Linked DNA regions of Canis lupus: region 2 is linked to region 1. Evidence: chromatin contacts called from public Hi-C data. All regions are on one chromosome and are shown on one strand. Each heading gives the region's core, a stretch centred on a gene start, on an enhancer-like site or on the middle of the called end of the contact. The rest is flanking DNA. Distances are from core to core; before and after follow the strand shown.

The links. A called contact is a pair of places that touch in the nucleus more often than the background predicts.
Region 2: a contact with region 1 is called in a Hi-C map of blood, with 3 times the contacts expected there. The contact joins the promoter of TM9SF2 here to the promoter of UBAC2 in region 1. A contact is called at or near these places in 2 of 9 Hi-C or Micro-C datasets (both in blood).

The regions. Positions count from the first base shown.
Region 1 is chr22:49,408,078-49,410,777 of UU_Cfam_GSD_1.0, reverse strand. UBAC2 (ubiquitin-associated domain-containing protein 2) reads right to left here and starts at 1,323. Exons shown (of 9, transcript XM_038569946.1): 1 at 971-1,323. The coding sequence starts at 1,001.
Region 2 is chr22:49,677,411-49,680,110 of UU_Cfam_GSD_1.0, reverse strand. TM9SF2 (transmembrane 9 superfamily member 2) reads right to left here and starts at 1,403. Exons shown (of 17, transcript XM_038569948.1): 1 at 1,082-1,403. The coding sequence starts at 1,249.

The DNA.
Region 1 (2,700 bases), core at 74-2,573:
AGATTTCTGACAATCACAATACATCTTTTAATATTTGAAAATGTCAACTGCTTCCATACTGAGGCACGATTAAGTTCGCGTGCAGAGAGCTCTGAAGTACCAACAGTGACAAGCAATTTTAAATTACGCCTGTTCAAACAGTTCCTGTTACTGTACCAGTGCCTAATCTCGGTGCTGTTTACTTAACATACAGTCCACCTTACCGAAAGCCAACTAAACAATTTCAGCGAAAAAAAAAAAAAAAATTGTCATTTAAAAGGCTCCATGCACTGCTTTGCCCTCTATCTGCTGACCACCGCGGACGTTCAAGTGAACGATGACAGCAACATCCAGCAGCAATGTCCGCACTTTCCTGCCAGATGACTTCTTCACTTCCTTCCACTTTAATGTACTTTAATCAGTTTTTATTTGTCGAAAAACTCTCACGGGAAACCGAGGAAGAAAAAAAATCTAAGTAAACCCTTGGGGTCGGCTCCTGAGACCGAGGCTGGAATGTGCACCTGGGGGGGAGCCAGTTCGGTCCCTCTGTAGCCTAAATGGAGCAAGGTGACTGGGAAGGGGGCAGGCTTCCAGCATCGGCTCCACCAGGACAGCCTCCTCTTTCAGCCTGGCACCCGCGCCGCGGAGCGCAAGGGGTCGAGCCCGGAGAACACCGGGACGCCCAGGCCGACCCTAACTTTCCGGTCCACCTGGAACACCTGAGCATCGTACCTGGGGTTCACAGGTGAGGGCCGGGGCTGCCGGCGGGACTCAGCGCCCACTGGCCCCTCCGGGCTGAGGGCGGGGGAGGGGGGGCCGGGCCCGCCGCCCCTCACCCGCAGGAGGAGCCCCCAAGGTTCGGGCGCGGGGATGGAGGGTCGGCCCCCAAACCTCCTACAACCCCGAGGGTCCCCGCTGCCCCCAGGCTTCTCAAGGAGGTGCCCAGGGTGCCGCGTGGGAAAGAGCCAGGATGGCGGCGGCCGGTACTCACAAAGCCCGCTGGAGCCGGTGCTGGCGAACATGGTCCCGCCGGACCCGGAGCCCCCGAGGGGGGACAGGGGGAGGGGAAGCGGAGGTGGAGGGACCCGGAGACCGCGCAGGCGCACTCCCGGCGCAGCGGCGAATCCGGCAACTGGATTCCACTCCTGGGGCTGCCCGTGAGCGGCGCATGCGCGGCCCGCGGGCCGCACCGCTCCGCCCGCCCCCTCCCTTCCTGCCCGGGAAGGGAAGTCGGTCCGCAGCCGGAGGCGTCCGCCCGTCCGGGTTTTTCCGACTGCCGCGGGCCTGCTATAGTGAAGGAAGGGGAGATGGTGGGAGGAGCCGGAGGGCAGCTGCCGCGAGCAACGTTCCAGCGCTCAGCGGCGCCCACGCCCCGTGGAGCAGCGTGGCAGCGGATTCCTCCGAGTGCCGGCGTCGGGGCGGGGGTGCGGGGCTAATTCCTGGCGACCTCTAACCTCTCCCGGGACGGGACGCGGGCGAGCTCCACGCATGCTCAGTGTGTCTGGGCGCCGAAGCTCGCTCCCCCAGGGCGTCGGCAGGGGCTCCCCGGGGTGCGGCGTCCGGCCGAGGGCGAGAGGCTCTGAGCCGCCTTGCTCCCCAGGCGTCTGCTCTGGCGCCCTCCAGACCTGGCCTTTTTTTTTTTTTTTTTTTCCTCTCTTGCAAAATGATATTAATTTTTTTTTTTTATGAGAGAGAGAGATGAGAGAGGCAGAGACATAGGCAGAGGGAGAAGCAGGCTCCATGCACCAGGAGCCCGACATGGGATTCGAACCCGGGTCTCCAGGATCGCGCCCTGGGCCAAAGGCAGGCGCCAAACCGCTGCGCCACCCAGGGATCCCCAAAATGATATTAATCTTTAAGGCAAAGTCATGCTTTTTTTTAAATGAGTTTGAACCTGAAAACTATATTATCTAGTGTAGTTATTAAAGAATACTTTTTGCGAAATTGACAAGGCTAAATGGAAAGGACACCTTACAAAACTACAGGAAAAACAAACAAACAAACATTTTTTTAGTGTTTATAAGGACCAGGCGCTGAGCTCAATCTGGAATTTGTGGATCAATCAAACACAGTCCCTGCCTCTGAAGAGAGGTGCCAGTGACCCAAAATTTCAACACGGATTTATTGCTAGAAGGCGAAAGTATAAGTGACTTTATTTATTGGGCTTTTCTTTGTTTTTGCAGAAGCTGTTGGTTAGCAACAAAACCGGTAGCCAGCATAGGTCACTGGTTCTCAAAGTAGGTGTGGCTACTTCCCCCACCCCAATTTGGGGAATCCAGAAGGCCAGAACTATTTTCATGATTGTACAAAGACATTTCCTTTTACTCAGGAGTGTACAGTGGAGCTTCCCATTGTGCCTTTGGAAGGGCTGCAAACTCTGTGAACCAACATTCTCCAGCTGATCAATGCATCATGTTACAAAATCCTGCGTGGGTAAGATGGAGTCAAACTGCAAGATAGATGAATACCTATGCCATTCACTTCCCCTGGGATGGGACTAGAGCATATTATGCTGAATGAAATAAGTCAATCAGAGAAAGACAATTATATGGTTTCACTCATGTGGAATATAAGAAATAGTGAAAGGGACCATAGGGGAAAGGAGGGGAACTGAGTGGGGAAAAACTAGAGAGGAAAACAAACTGTAAGAGACTCCTAACTCTGGGAAACAAAGGGTTGCAGAAGAGGAGGATTGTGGGAATGGGGTGACTGGGTGATCGG
Region 2 (2,700 bases), core at 154-2,653, 270 kb before region 1:
AAAAGAAGCTTAAAATTCATAGCTATAGTAAAGCTGGCAGTAATAAAATAAACATGTCTTTAAAAATAAAATCAAACTTAATAAATAAACCTATTTACAGACTGTAAAAGTTTGCTGAACGATTATTTGAATTGTTAAAATTATTACTGGTTTCAAAGAGATCCTCATGCCCCAACGGTGTTAGCAACTTAAAACTATTATGTCTACCGTCATGCTCTATAGCAAATAACGTAAAAGCAAGTTACTAATATGCCTCTTCACTAGCAGTTAAGCTGAAAACCTTGAGTGTAAAAGTCGTAAGAGATCACAGTTTTCAGGATCTGTCCTAGGAATAATACGCGTTTCTCCTGTGACCCGCTTGTCAGTGTTTAAAACAATGTCAGAGAAACTAAGTGCTGGGATCTTTTACAATTTCTGCAGGCTAAAAAATATTTTAAGTGAGTTAGAAATGAACAGCCTCCACTATTACAGCAACTTTTTATTGATGCAGTTTACGCGGTTCTGGGTGTTAAGAGTTCACCAAAAAAGGAACACACTGCTAAGTGTGAAGCTGAAACACCGAAGTCCTAGAAAGAAAACAAGCTCTCAGAACCAACCAGGAGTTCCAACAAAGTAGGGAGGAAACAAAAAAAAAAAAAAAAAAAAAAAAAAACACCTCGGGAAGCAATGAAATTTTTTTTGAAAAGTAACTGGAAGACCCAGTCGCCCACTTTCTTGGAGTGCGTGACCCGGGGCGGTGAGCCCACACTCCCCCGTGGACTGCGTGCGGACCCGCATGCACCCAACTCCAACGGAGGGCCATCCATACACGCAGCCCCTGTTTGCAGGCAAACGGACTACAGCTGCTCGTGCTACCTGGACCTTTAGACCCGAGGCGAGCCTGAGGCCCACTGAGCCCCGCAGAACCCACCCCTAAAAGGCCATTCCAGAACCTCCGACCTGCCGCCGGGCGGACCCAAGCACTTCCCGGGGACACCGGACCCATCCCAGCTACGCCCCCTTCCCCTCGGACCGCAGCTCTCCGGCTAAGGGGAGGTTGCCCTTCGGTCAGAGCACTCAGGGTCCGCCAGGCCTCACTCACCTTACACTCGTCACTCTTTTTGTCTTCTTCGCAGAAGTTGACTGGCGCCAGGCCGGGCAGGTAGAAGGCGGCGCCCGGACGTGGGCCTGGGGCCGCCCTCAGGAGCAGCAACAGCAGCACCAGCCCCGGCCACCGAGGCGGAGACAACACCAGCAGCCTCGCGCTCATGACGGCTGTTTCTGGAAAAGGGCAGCCGAGCCGAGGGGGCGAAGAGGGAAGGAGGGACGGGGAGCCTCGGAGACGACTACAAGATCGCGGGAGCTGAAGGGGGACCGCCCCGCCACGGACAGTTCCGGTTGCGCTAGGAGACGCCGCGGGTCCCGCAACAGCAACCGAACCGGAGCTCGACAGAGCATGCGCAGCGCCGCCTGCACATGCTCAGTGAGAGGGGCCGCAAGCGCCGGGAGGAGTTTCCGGGACGGAGCCTGGAGGAAATCCACTTTCCAGGTTTTCAGCAGGCCCACGAGGGGGTTGCTGGCTTCCGCGTTCACGGCTCGCCTTCCAAATTCAGATCTGGAGCTGCCTGGCGGCGTCCAGGAGGGCACCACGTGTCGCGCTGCGGCCCCGGCTCGCTGCTTTGGTTCAATTTCCCATAGCAATTACGAGGTTTCCTCGCCACACCTCTCTTGGCACGTCAACCCTTGCTATAGAGTTGGTGCCCCAGGAAATGCTTGCTGATGGAGGCGGCCTTGGTGGCGAGAAGTAGTTCGGCAAACACCTGTTTGGGAGCAGGATAAAGAAACAAATGGGGAAAACTAGCCAAAAAGTCTCGTATAGTTTTGAGTGTCCCTGTTTGCACGGACAGGTTCCAAGCGTTGGATGCCGTGAGCCATTTTTGCCTGGGACAGTAATAGTACAGAATAAACGAGATCTCTTTAAAGATGAGTGGAAATGAGGTGGGGGGGGGGAATCAGGAGTGGGCAAACAGAAGGTAGTGTTGATGTTTCTTTGCAAAAGAAGATGGGCAACAGTTAAGTGAGGATAGTCGTTCTAGTGAAATAGCAATCTGGTATTGATGAAGTTTTGGAATTATAGGTGAGGTCCGGAGCTGACGACCAAGAAAGAATTCTTGAGACGCCTTTGGTGCAAAATCGTGGTTTTATTAAAGCACGGGGACAGGACCCATGGGCAGGAAAAGCTGCTGCCCCGGGGCCTATGAGGGGTGGCTGATTATATACCTGAAAGTTGTGAGGGGTTTGAGGATACTGTATTCTCTAAGGGATTTTGGGAGCAAGATTTCCAGCACCTTGAGGGGCCTAGCTGTTGTTGGGAAAAGCTCATTTACTACCGTCTCATAAAACCTGAGTCATGAGACCCTTCAGATGTGCTTGGGGGATGATTGATTGCCAACACGTATCTTTGGTGGGGAGAGGTTAACGAAATTTCTAAAGGAATTTTTTTCTTTTTTTTTTTTTTTTTTAAGATTTTATTTATTAATGAGAGACACACACAGAGGGAGAGCGAGACAGAGAACAGGCAGAGGGAGAAGCAGGCTCCATGCGGGGAGATGGATGTTGATCCAGGTCTCCAGGATCAGGCCCAGGACTGAAGGTGGCCCTAAACTGTTGAGCCACCCAGGCTGCCTTAAAGGAATTTTTATATGTTAAAATACACTTACA